Linked DNA regions of Sus scrofa: all the other regions are linked to region 2. The links are chromatin contacts, called in public Hi-C and HiChIP or PLAC-seq maps. All regions are on one chromosome and are shown on one strand. The core of a region is the stretch at or near the end of the contact, and the rest is flanking DNA. Distances in the headings are between cores, read along the strand shown. Region 1 holds the start of ZNF821 (zinc finger protein 821). Region 2 holds the start of ZFHX3 (zinc finger homeobox protein 3). Region 3 holds the start of PSMD7 (26S proteasome non-ATPase regulatory subunit 7).

What was found. A called contact is a pair of places that touch in the nucleus more often than the background predicts. HiChIP or PLAC-seq counts read pairs in DNA pulled down with a chosen protein or histone mark.
Region 1: an H3K27ac HiChIP or PLAC-seq map of alveolar macrophages shows a contact between it and region 2. The contact joins the promoter of ZNF821 here to the promoter of ZFHX3 in region 2. A contact is called at or near these places in 2 of 2 datasets of contacts at active chromatin or transcription factors (alveolar macrophages and skeletal muscle).
Region 3: a contact with region 2 is called in a Hi-C map of subcutaneous adipose tissue, with 1.6 times the contacts expected there. The contact joins the promoter of PSMD7 here to the promoter of ZFHX3 in region 2. A contact is called at or near these places in 1 of 5 promoter capture datasets (fetal skeletal muscle), 2 of 47 Hi-C or Micro-C datasets (epiblast stem cells and subcutaneous adipose tissue) and 1 of 2 datasets of contacts at active chromatin or transcription factors (alveolar macrophages).

Annotation. Positions count from the first base shown.
Region 1 is chr6:14,868,974-14,872,636 of Sscrofa11.1, forward strand. ZNF821 (zinc finger protein 821) reads right to left here and starts at 1,346. Exons shown (of 8, transcript XM_021093841.1): 1 at 1,278-1,346. It overlaps IST1 (IST1 homolog), which reads left to right. Exons shown (of 10, transcript XM_021093850.1): 1 at 1-20.
Region 2 is chr6:15,938,780-15,942,642 of Sscrofa11.1, forward strand. ZFHX3 (zinc finger homeobox protein 3) reads right to left here and starts at 2,522. Exons shown (of 10, transcript XM_021097088.1): 1 at 2,231-2,522.
Region 3 is chr6:17,046,008-17,049,878 of Sscrofa11.1, forward strand. It overlaps PSMD7 (26S proteasome non-ATPase regulatory subunit 7), which reads left to right and starts at 1,413. Exons shown (of 7, transcript XM_021093860.1): 1 at 1,413-1,605; 2 at 3,723-3,814. The coding sequence starts at 1,532.

The DNA.
Region 1 (3,663 bases), core at 96-2,595, 1.1 Mb before region 2:
ATCTTCAAGCGTGAGCACAGGTAGATTCCCGGGAATTATCATACAAGAGACAGAGGTCTTCCGATGCGGCTCAGACAAACCCCAGACAACACGGGCTACTCAGAAATCTAAATTTAGAAGCCCGTTTGCGAGACCCAGACGCGGGACAGATACCCCGATCTGCACTCCCACGCCCATCCTCCCCCTCCCCCAGAACAGCCTGTCAGACGCCGGGGCCGTCCCGGCGGTGCCGACTGAGCCCGACCTGGGCCCACGCGGGGAGGGCGGCGGCGCGGACGCCCCTCCCTCGCCCGAGACCGCCGGAGAGACGGAAAGAGGAACGGCCGCCGCGGGGAGGCAGCCAGGTCAGGCCTCGTCGCGGGAGCCCGGGGCAGGGGGAGGGTCAGAGCCTGGGCTGCCCCCGCCCCCCAAGCCGGAGCGAGCCCCTGGTCCCCTCCCCAGACACAGACAGACAAAAGGGCCGACAGCCGGCGACCGAGGGTGGGGGGTGAGGAGCCCTGCATCCTCTGTCTGGCCTGGGAGGGAAAGAGTCGAGGGTCTTTTTACCCGGCGCCTCCGCGCTCCGCGGCTCTCCGGGTCCCTGGGCCCCGCCTACGGACAGACGGACCGCCGGACAATGGGCCACGGGCCGCAGCTCAGGCCGGCCGAACCGGGGCTTTCCGGGACTGGGCCCCAGCGGGCAGAGGGCAGCTCCGGGCCGAGCCGGTGGCGGGGAGCCGAGGGGTGGCGCTGCAGACGGACAAAGCCCACGGCAGACAGACAGACGGAGGGGGAAAAGATGGCGACGCGGGCGGCGGGAGCGCGCAGCTCGCGCACCCGCAGCGAGTGGGGCGCGTGCACGAGCCTCTCCTCTCCCTCCCCCTCCCCCCTACTCCAGTTCGGTCCCCCTCCCCGCTCCCAGGCGCGCGCCCGATGGCGTGGGCGGGGCTTGAAAGGCAAGGGGTCCCGGGAGGTGGGCCTTAAGGGAGCATCCAATCACAGACATTGGAGAGGGGCCTCGCCTCCATCCTCGCGCCGGAGAGACCCCCCCAGCCTCGTACACTCCCACGTCGCGCTATGGCCCTGTCGGCCCCTCAGCTCCCCTATCCTCTCCTGAACCTGAAACCTCCACCGGGACTGTCAGCTCTGAACCTGGTTTCTTACCCCACCTTCGAGTTCAGCCACAAAACCCACATCCCCCAACCACAGCTCCACCGCAGCCACCCCTTCTCCTTCGTTCAACCTTAGTACCCAACTCCTTTCCCCAACCCAAACCCTCTTCCCTTCATTTCCCTCACCTCACGGTTTCTTCGGCCCCCAAGGAGTTTAATGTGACGGAGACCTAGGGTCCACGGGCCTTTGTGGGAGGGGCTAAGTTCAGCTGTCAGAACCTAAGAGAAAAAGCTTTAGATTTTTTTGACGTTTGTGTCTCCTACATAATTTTTTTTTTTTTTTTCTTTTTAGGGCCGCACCTGTGGCATATGGAGGTTCTCAGGCTAGGGATGGAATCAGAGCTGCAGCTACTGGCCTACGCCACAGCCACAGCAACGCCAGATGCGAGCTGCATCTGCGACCTGCACCACAGCTCATGGCAACGCAGGATCCTTATTAACCCACTGAGCCAGACCAGGGATCGAACCCGCGTCCTCGTGGATACTGGTCTCTCCTACATGATTCTTAACTAATAAAATAACAGTAGCTGTAGACCTAGGGGCGTAGGATTAATTTAGAAGGGTAGCTTGTGCCTCTTTTGCCACTAAAGAGGCATTTTGGGATAATTGAGAGTGGTTAAGCTCACCTCCTAATAAAACACTTCCCCTCTCATCATCCCCTTCTATTTCCTCACCACCTTCCTTCCTTTCCTCCCATTCTGTCGTCCTGTAGAGTGCCTAAGCCTGCCTTTGATATAGCGCACTTGGAGAAGGAGGGCATGCAATGGAAAGAAGATTGGGTCTGACTTTAGAATATCCAGCTTTGAGTCTCAGCTCTCTGCTACTGACCAGCCTGATTACTTTGGGCAAGCCACTTCCCTATTCTGAACTCCTTGGTAAAATATAAAATGGATAACGATGTAATAATTCCTGGCCTCTATTCTCTTATAGTTGTTGTGCTAATTAAGTAAAATGAATATATGAAAGTATTATGCAAATATTCCTTGTGGTCACTGGCCCCACAAAGACAGAGCTAATGAGGATACCGAGCCTTGCTTATAAAGCAACAAGTCCTTGTATTTGCATAAAGCGTTCTTGCAAAATGTTTTTTTCAGAAATCTCTAAGGAGATGATACCATTGTCTTCATCCTGTGTTTAATGTGAAAGGATCTTGGTCCTTCAAATTCTGTAGTGAATGTCTTATTTACTCTTTCATTCCTTTGGCTGGGATGAGCTGGGAGTTATTCTTAATTTCAGTTAAGAAAACTTGTAAATTTCATTGAAAATTTTAATTCCTGGGTAGCCAGAAAATGGATTATTCTCATCCCCCCAGAAGGTTTTCAGACAGTGTAAGAATGCAAGCTGGAATAAATATTGGCTTTTATACTTAACAGTAATTCCTGATGAGTTTAGACTGAGGAATACAGATATAGCTTTATTATGTCACTTTAAATTTGATGTAGTTGATATTTTCAACATGAAAATAGCTATCAGGTAAAGCATTAGGAGAGAGCCTCCAGTGAAATTTCTTGGCTTCTTCAAATAATAATGTGTAACACTGGGCTGCTTGTTTCATCTCCTTGAGCTGAAAAAAAAAAAAAAAAAAGGAATCGTAATAAATGTTCATGTGTTCTAGAAACACCTCTGAAGTGTTGTGATTCAGGATTATAGTCAAATGAGGGGAAAATTGTTGAATAAAGAATTAGTTTATTTTTCCTCTGTTCTCACCTAAACTTGTTCTGAATCTAGAAGACTTTTTCATGAGTCATGGATTTTTTTTCAGCTTCATTTTTAATTTCTACTTTCCCAGTCTACTCATGGAATTATGCTATTCTGACACTTTAAGTATATAAACTTTCCCTTGAAATATCTTCTGGTTTATGTTTATTGGCTCCTAGGAAGAACTTGTTAGGACTTTACAACAGTATTGGTAGGACAATTTAAACTTCATTTAAAAATTTATTAGGATATAATTCGCATACAATGAAATTCACCCTTTTAGAGTGTAAAAATGAATTTTTTTTTTTTTTTAGTATCTTCACAGGTTGTGTAACATCACCGGTATCTAATTCCAAAACATTTTCATCACTATAAAGAGAAACCCCATACTAATCACTTCCCATTTTTCTTCCAGCCCCTGACAATCACTAATCTTAGTGTTTCTATGAATTTGCATATTCTGAGCATTTCACATAAATGGAATCATACAATATGGGGCCTCTGTGTCTGGCTCCTTTAACTTAGCATGACGTTTTCAAGGTTCATGCATGTTGTAGTATGTGGGTCAGTTCTTTGTTCATTTTTATGGCCAAATAATATTCCGTTGTATAGATATAATACCACATTGTCCTTTGATTAGTCAGTTGATAGATATTTGTGTTTCCACTTTTTGGCTGTTTTAAATAATGTTGCTGTGAACATTTGTGTACATTTTTGTGTGAATATGTGTTTTCACTTCTCTCCAGTATAATATAGCTAGGAGTGGAATTGCTGGTACATATGGTAACTGTGTTTTACACCTTGAGTAATTGTC
Region 2 (3,863 bases), core at 1,272-3,771:
TCCTGTTGGGAAGAGCCAAACAGAGGCCTGCTGAGAAGACTGTTTTATTTGGGCCCTTTCCACCCTCCCTGAGTATTCACTTGTGCAAATAAAAGACGGAAGGGAAGAAACCAAAATTAAAGTTTCAGGTGGCTGGAGAAGCAGTCAGATTTTTTTTTTTTTTTTTTTTTTTTTGGAAGAGTTAGCAAGTGTTTCTCAATAGTCCCCTGTCAATCAAAGCTGTTTTCAGGAGAACTGGAAAACAGCAGCTCTATCCCATAGAAAATGCAGCCATTTCCAAAGAGAGTTGGGAAAGGGACGTGATCCATGTGATAAAGACAGAAGGTCTCCAAGTCACTTAATTCCCTGTGACTCCAAAAGGACTGTTTTTAAAGTGTAAAAGTGCTTGCTTCTGCATCTGCCCCATGTTGTTAAATAACACTTGTGTAATTAAATGAAAGAGCAACGTGTGACCCTGGCCCATTCTGAGAGGCACTTACACGCTCTCTGAAAACACGCTGGAAACTAAATGCAGACAATCTCCTTAGTCCTGTAATTTAAGGAAGGGAGAGAGGGAAAGTTTTCTCTTGGCCCTCAGAGCGCCACATGCCCTCTGAAAGGGGGCCTTCGGGGGGCTCCGAGGAACAGAAGGAACACAAATACAGGTGTGCAAACATCCAGGTACGGACCTCTCTCCAATGACCCCATTGTTGAGACCCTTATGTTACTGAGAACCTCTGTGGCCTGACTTCCCTCACATTCCACCACCTTGGTTCCCTAATTGCTTTTCAGGCTGGGCGACAAGAAGGCTTCAGAATCTCAGGCCGCCAGTGGCTGTTGTGGTAACAAGGAACAGGCCCAGGTTCCAGGCCTCGGCCTGTCTTGATCAGGTTGCCCTGGAAGGTGCCTGTTTGCCTCTCAGCTGCAGTTTCTGCCCCCAGCACTCACGCCTCCCTCTGCAGCCCAGGCTGCTGGAGCTCGTGATTTTTAGGCTTTCCCCTTGAAACCTATCCAGAAACCACAGCCATTAAAAGAACATGAAGGTTTGACACCTCCTGAATTTAGGAATGAGGGGACTCCAGGGGCCGACTCTACACCTGCTGCTTGACGGCAGAGAAACCAAGTTCTCCAGCCAGCGCGAGCTTTAAACTATACTCCATGTATTTAGTCACCTTTTGCCAAGGATCTCAAAGCACAGGGTGAAATAAGACGACGGGAAACTTCCTCACTATCTGCCTTCGAGGCTTAAGGTTGTCTTCCTTGCTCTGCCTTGATGCATTCCACCATCCAGGCCCAGGACTGAGGGAGAGGCCTTCTCCCGGTGCCCAAGTGGGCCATCAGCCCTCTCTGAGGTTATCTGTCGGTGGCTTCTATAGTTCTCCAGGCCAGTTAAATGACTCAAATAGTGGGTGCAGGAAGGGATGACCCCCCTGGATTCACCTGCTTGAGAGTTGCATTTAAACCACTTTATGGCACGTGCACTTCAGTGCCAGGCAATGCACCAGGCAGGCAGGGGCTGTGATCTTTGCCCTCTGGGCATTTTCCCATCATTATCACACAGGTATGTCCAAAGCAGAAAGGACCATTTTCCAGAAAGTTCTTTCCCCTCTAGCCTACCATGATTACTTTTGTCTTCTTCTGCCACTGACCTAACTTGGGCCTTCTTCCCCTTCTTTTAACAGGACAAACATCTCAGCTCTCCCTCCTGACCACCCCGCTTTCCATGGAAATGGACGCAGCTCTGGTTTTCCCAGAGTGCCCACAAACTCAAATGAGTCTATCTTCAAAGGTGCCTTCCAGCTCCACGAACTCTGATTCTCCCTTTAATTACTCCCCAACAAGCGCATTCTTCGCATTGTTTCCAACTGGCCGGTGACTTCTCTTGTGATGAAAAGGGTGCATTTTTAGGCAATGGAACCCAAACTTCTAAATGACACCAGCACCGCAAATATTCAACCGGCAGGAACTAATCCAAAAGCAAAATAAGGAAGGCAGAAGGGAGGGGAAGAAAGATGGAAGGGAGGGAAGGAGGAAGGGCCTGACTCGGTGCTGAGCGCGATGCAGAGGCTCTCACCCCAGGTAGGTTCCAACTGGGAGTCAGGTAGTTCAGGTGCATCCAGCCTGCCCTTCCCCCACATGCCCCAAGAGAATGGGAAGTTCAGCCAAGACTCGCAGCACCTGCCTGCAGCTCTAGGCCGGCTGCGCGAACCCGCGGGCAGGCGGGCCGGCGGGGGCGGGAGGCTGCACTCACCTGGCACACAAAGGCTCCGCACACCTCCAGAGGGAGGAGGCACTCGCAGGTCCGGGGGCCGCGGCGGGCGCGACCACGGGAAATTCCAGCGGCACCCGAGCCCCGAACGCACCCACCCCAGGCGGCATTCTCCCCACCTCCCGCTGCCCCCGGGGCTCCGAGCTGGCTCTGGCTAGGTGCGAGGGGGCCCGGGGCAGGGGAGGGGGGCTCATGCTCGCGGCCCCGGCCGGGCCGGCGGTCGCCCCTCCCCGGGAGGGAGGGCAGGTCCCCGGGCGCGAGGCGGGGATTCACCCACGGGGCGCGGCGCTCGCGTCCCCGTCCCCGGCCTGCCCGCTGCCGGCTCCGCCGCCCGCCCGGAATGGCTTTATGTAAATGAAGCTCAACTCGCAGTTCGCGGCGCGCACCGCCCGGGGAAGGGGGGCAGGCGGGGCGGGGGGCCTTCGGGGATCCACATTACACGGCAACAAAGCGGAAGGTTAATTTGAAACTCACAGCCCCGCCGCCGCTCGGCTCCCCGGGCAAAGCCTGACATCTACAGTCGTGCCGGGCGTAGGCCGGGTGCTGGGCTGCGGCCGCGCCCGCGGGGACACAGGGACACACGGGCGCGCGAGGCCCGAGCGCTCGGCCGCGCTCCGGGCACGGGCCTCCAGGCAGGCTGGGCCGCGCGCACCCGGGGACAGGAGCCCTGGGCGGCTCGGCCTGCGCCGCGCGGAGAACCGGCCGGGCGGGCGGGAACAAAGCCCGGTCCTCCCCGGGCGCTGACCCCTCACTCATCAAAAGTCGGGGGCCGGCCTAGAATCGGGCGAGAAGAAAGGGACGCGCCCTCGGCTACAACAAGGAGCCTGGGGCCTCCGGACCAGAGCCATGGGTCTCTGGGCCCCATCCACGTCACAGCCAGGCCACTCTAGCGTGGGGACATTAGCCAATGTGGACAGGAATTTATTTGCAACACACACCCATCCTATTAACTGCTTTACAGAGAACTTCTGTTTTCAGCTGCGGAAACTTATAAAAAACATCCCCTGCTCTCCAGTGACAGCTTAAGGATAGTTTTTCATGGGAGAGAAGGAAAAAAGAGAAAGACAGAGGGGAAGAAAAGTCGCAGCCTGCAATTAACCTTACAGTATCTTTAACAAGACGCCTTAAAAGCCACAGATAAGACGTATAGATCATGCCCTGCGTAAGGAGCTTCTACCACCCAGGTCAAATTTAATGGGGCTGCCCCGTTGGTCCAAGCAATTGCTGGACACTTTTATACCGCCCCAGGTTCACTTTCTCCATTCTGACATGCAAAGGCAGCACCACAGAAATCTCACCGGAAGTCCCCTGTCCCCCTGCCAGAATCCCACTGCTAGGTCTGAATTTACTCCCGACTCTCTGCATAGAAAAGCACCTGCTTTTACCCTTTCTGAAAGCCACCCACCCAGGCTGGCCCCACAGCCTTGAGAGTCCTTTCTGACTGCACAATAATGAACCGTGCAAGTGTTAGAAATATAATAAGCTCATGAGGCGAAGCGCTGTATGTATGGAATCGTATTAGCATTAAGCACACACTGATGCAGGAGGAAAGGGGTGATGAAAACTAGAAGGCATCTGGCCCAATATAATTCAGGTTCAAATGAACATATCTTAC
Region 3 (3,871 bases), core at 163-2,662, 1.1 Mb after region 2:
ATTTCAAGTCAGTTCCACTTTAAAAAAAAAGAAAAAGAAAAAAAATAGGGCAACATGGAAAATACATTATGATTTTAAGTTGTCTTCCTTATAGTCTTTATATATTTTAGCCGCCCAAAATTCTTCCTTTAGACTCCAAGCTCTTTGTCTAACAGATCTATGTCTACCCTCTGTTGAACAGCATCACACAAGAGATGAAACAAGAGAATCTACTTTAAACACCAGCAAGCATGCTTTAACTCACAATGGGGCTGACTTAAATGTTCTCAATTTACAAGTTCTATTATCTTAAGAAGTAGCAGAAATCACCTGATAGCCAAATCAAAAACACTTTAAAAAACGAGGAAAATACAAAACAGTGTTCTCAAAAGTAGGAAGAGTACATGAAATAAAAGTGAGGGGTAAAATCCATAAAGAATATCAAAAGCTCCCTGACTATACTGGAAGGTGGCTAAGATTCAGAGCAAAATCTCCTGGTCATTTTTCAGAGAGGTCAGATCCTCCGTGACCCAGGGAGGTAAAAGGTGTTTAAAAAGAGGATGAACAGTAACTAAATAATTCAAGTTGCGTAAGTATTATTTTTGTTGACAGAAACAGCAACTTATAAGTCAGTCCGGCGACTAAACTTGCATGGATTTTAAGTCATTTGCGTCTTTCTGCAAATAACCTTAAGTCCTTTTAGTATTTTTAGTATTTCCCCTTTTAGTATTTTTTCTACATTTCCCCTTTTAGTATTTTTTCTCTTTCTCAGCGAAAAATGAAAACACATTTTCTTCTTGCTTCCCATCTTTTTCAATCTTTTTCTAAGTTTTTATTTGAACATCAACCTGTATGAATGATCTGACTCTAGGCACAAACGGCATTATTCTATCCTTTGTTAAATGGTAAGTAATATAAAGATAGGTGGAAAAATACAGACAGGCTGATTGTTTGCTTATCATCTATAGCGAAGACTAAGGAGAAATTCCCTGACAAGATGATAATGAGATAAACTATCATATCTACTTAAAGGGAATGCCCTAATGCTGGAGACTTAAAATTAGTTCCTCTAAGAAATTGTAGACGACTCTGACTAGAAGCAAAGGTCAACATTTGCTGAATGGTGGAACTACTACATATCACTGTTTACATTTTTTTCTTAGTATTTTCTCGAGATTTCCGATGGGGGAGGGGAGTTGGGAAGGCATGGAAGCGAAAAGCCACCGTGGGTAACGGTACAAGCGAAACACCAGGAGGTCAACCTCTAACGTCTCCAGTGTCCCTTTAGCTATCAAGACCCCGGAAATTCGCAGCCAGTCACCTGAGGCGGATTCCGCCTCCCGGGAACTTGCCCTCCTCAAGTTGGCAGCGGGAGCGACAGCCCGCTCCCGGCGCGCGCAGCACCCTGGGAGCGGAAGAAGGGGCCGCGCGGCAGCGGCCCAGCCGGAAGAGGAGGAGCCGGGCCTGGAGGATCCCAAAGAGTCGCTGCCGCTCTGGCCGCCGGCGTTTGCGGGTCGCGGGGAGCAGGGCCTGGCGGGCGGGGTGTGTCGCGATGCCGGAGCTGGCTGTGCAGAAGGTGGTGGTCCACCCCCTGGTGCTGCTGAGTGTGGTGGATCATTTCAATCGGTGAGCGGGCGACACGGGGCGGCCTACCCGGGCCGGTGGCGCCGCCGCTGCTGAGTCACGGGCGCGCTGGGGACTGCGCGGCGGCCGCGGGGGCGCTGATGGACCAGGAGGGCCCTGAGTCGCCGAGGGTCCCAGACCAACCTCCTTTCGCGAAGCCCAAGACACCTGGCATTGTCTCCCACGCCGCCCAGCCGACGCTCCGGGAACTGGGCTGCTGGTTCCTTTTACCTAGTCCGTTCGATGCCAGAGTCTGGGAAGCTTCTCTTGGCCTTGATTCCCAGGCCTCGTGCCCGTCTGTCACTTCGTCCGCCCCCTTTTGCCAAAAAGACTTGATGTCTCGTAGTAAAGCCCTTCAGACTCGCGCTTTTTGCCTGTGAAGGCTGTCAGCGAAATTCTGGTCTCAGCGCCTGGAAGAGCTGTGGTTTTAACTTGTGAGAGTTTCGAAGTGGGAATCGTGTTTGACGACAGCTTAAAATGTAGATGAGGTGTCAAGTCTGCTTTGGGTTTTGTTCTTTGTATTATTTTGTTTTTAATGAGACCAGTTGGAGATTTGGGCATTAATGAATAAGGTAACATCCCACAGATGTTTCTTCCGCCTTTGCTTGCTTGTTTGTGAGCTGTTCGTCTCGCTGGACCTGTTACACGTGTTCAGAAGTTTTACCAGATAGTTACTTGATTTGGAAAACTGCAAGACCCAGTTGGGAGCATTTGCTGTAAAGTCAGAGTTGCTAAGTGCTCATTCTCTTGCAACTTGCTTTGTACAGCTTCTTCAAAACAAACTCCAGACTCCTGTGAGGTTTAGGGTCCCCATTTCAGTTCTGTTGCTTTGTAGGAGCCTTAGCCTAACAGGATATGCAAGCTATCGCACTAAAAATAATTACTGTTTTTCTCCTGTAGGATACTAGAGGTGCTAAGGGAGGGATCATTTCAGTTCTATTCTGTAAGTTCAACAAACACTTGCTAAGGGCCTAGTGCAGGCAGACACTGTGAGCTGCTCTGTCAGATAACAGTTGTAGTGTTTTTAAGAAGGCAGATGGATTTTTGTAGATCAGAAGAAAAGCCCTGAGTGTGGAAGTTTCCTTTAAGCAGAGATTTCCAAAAAAACAAGAACCACCAGAATAGAAAATCCTTAACTTTGTTTCATCCAAACCCTAAATATAGTAAGCATTTATAAATTTGCCAAACCATATGTTTTGATAAATACAGTTAAATCATTGTGAAAGCAGCAGCTGTTAAGGAATTGTACTTCATTTCACAGTGGCTTTTGTCTTTGCTTTGAACATAGAATTGTATTGTTTCTGTATGTCTCATTTGTTAATGGTTAAAGGAGAATTCTACATGAAAACCAATGAAATTAGATTATGTAAGCAAAACAGTTGTAGTTCCTTAAGACAGAATCACTGATGAGGTTTGATATGGAGAAATTCTGAAATAGTCTTTCTCATTCATTGAGCCCTCCTACCAGCATGATTAGTCACCAGCTCACTTCCAGCTTCTGCCTCATTAAGCCATTCAGAGGGACCACAAATGGCACACAAATGCCTCTGGATCGGAATGGTTTTCTGAGCCTCTATTTGATACAAAGAGTTAAAAACATCTAGTGGAAATTGTTGACAGAATAGATGCTCCGGGGAAGCGTTGGCAAGGTGGGCCATAAAACTGGATCTACTTTAGTATCTTTATCCCTGAAACGATTTGAGGCTAGAGAAGATGGGGAAAGTTTAAAAGAGAAAGACAAGCTGCAAAGAAAAACTGAAGTTAAATATGGTAACATTAATGTGTAACCAAACACCAACTGTATAACATTTAAGACACCAAGATCTGGGGAGTTTTCACTTTCTCCATTTTAAATGTCTATACAAGTTTGAGATTTTTTTCCAGGCATGTATTAATTTGCAGTCAGGAGTGAGTAAAGCTGCCAGTGTACCAAGTTCGTGAATTACCCGTTATATTCATTAGAAATTAATTATTAAGGCCTAACCTATTACTTTTGTTTAGTGGGATTAGTTCTCAGCTAAGCCAGTGTGTGTACCATTGATATTTCCTGTTGGGCATCTTATTGTTGAGTCCACTTCTGTCTGTGCTCATCCAGACTGACCTTCTGTTTTTTCATTTAGAATAGGCAAGGTTGGAAACCAGAAGCGTGTTGTTGGTGTGCTTTTGGGGTCATGGCAAAAGAAAGTACTTGATGTATCCAACAGTTTTGCAGGTAAAAGAAACATTTGTCAATTATACCTCAATTTTTCAAAAAAAATAGACAATTTTA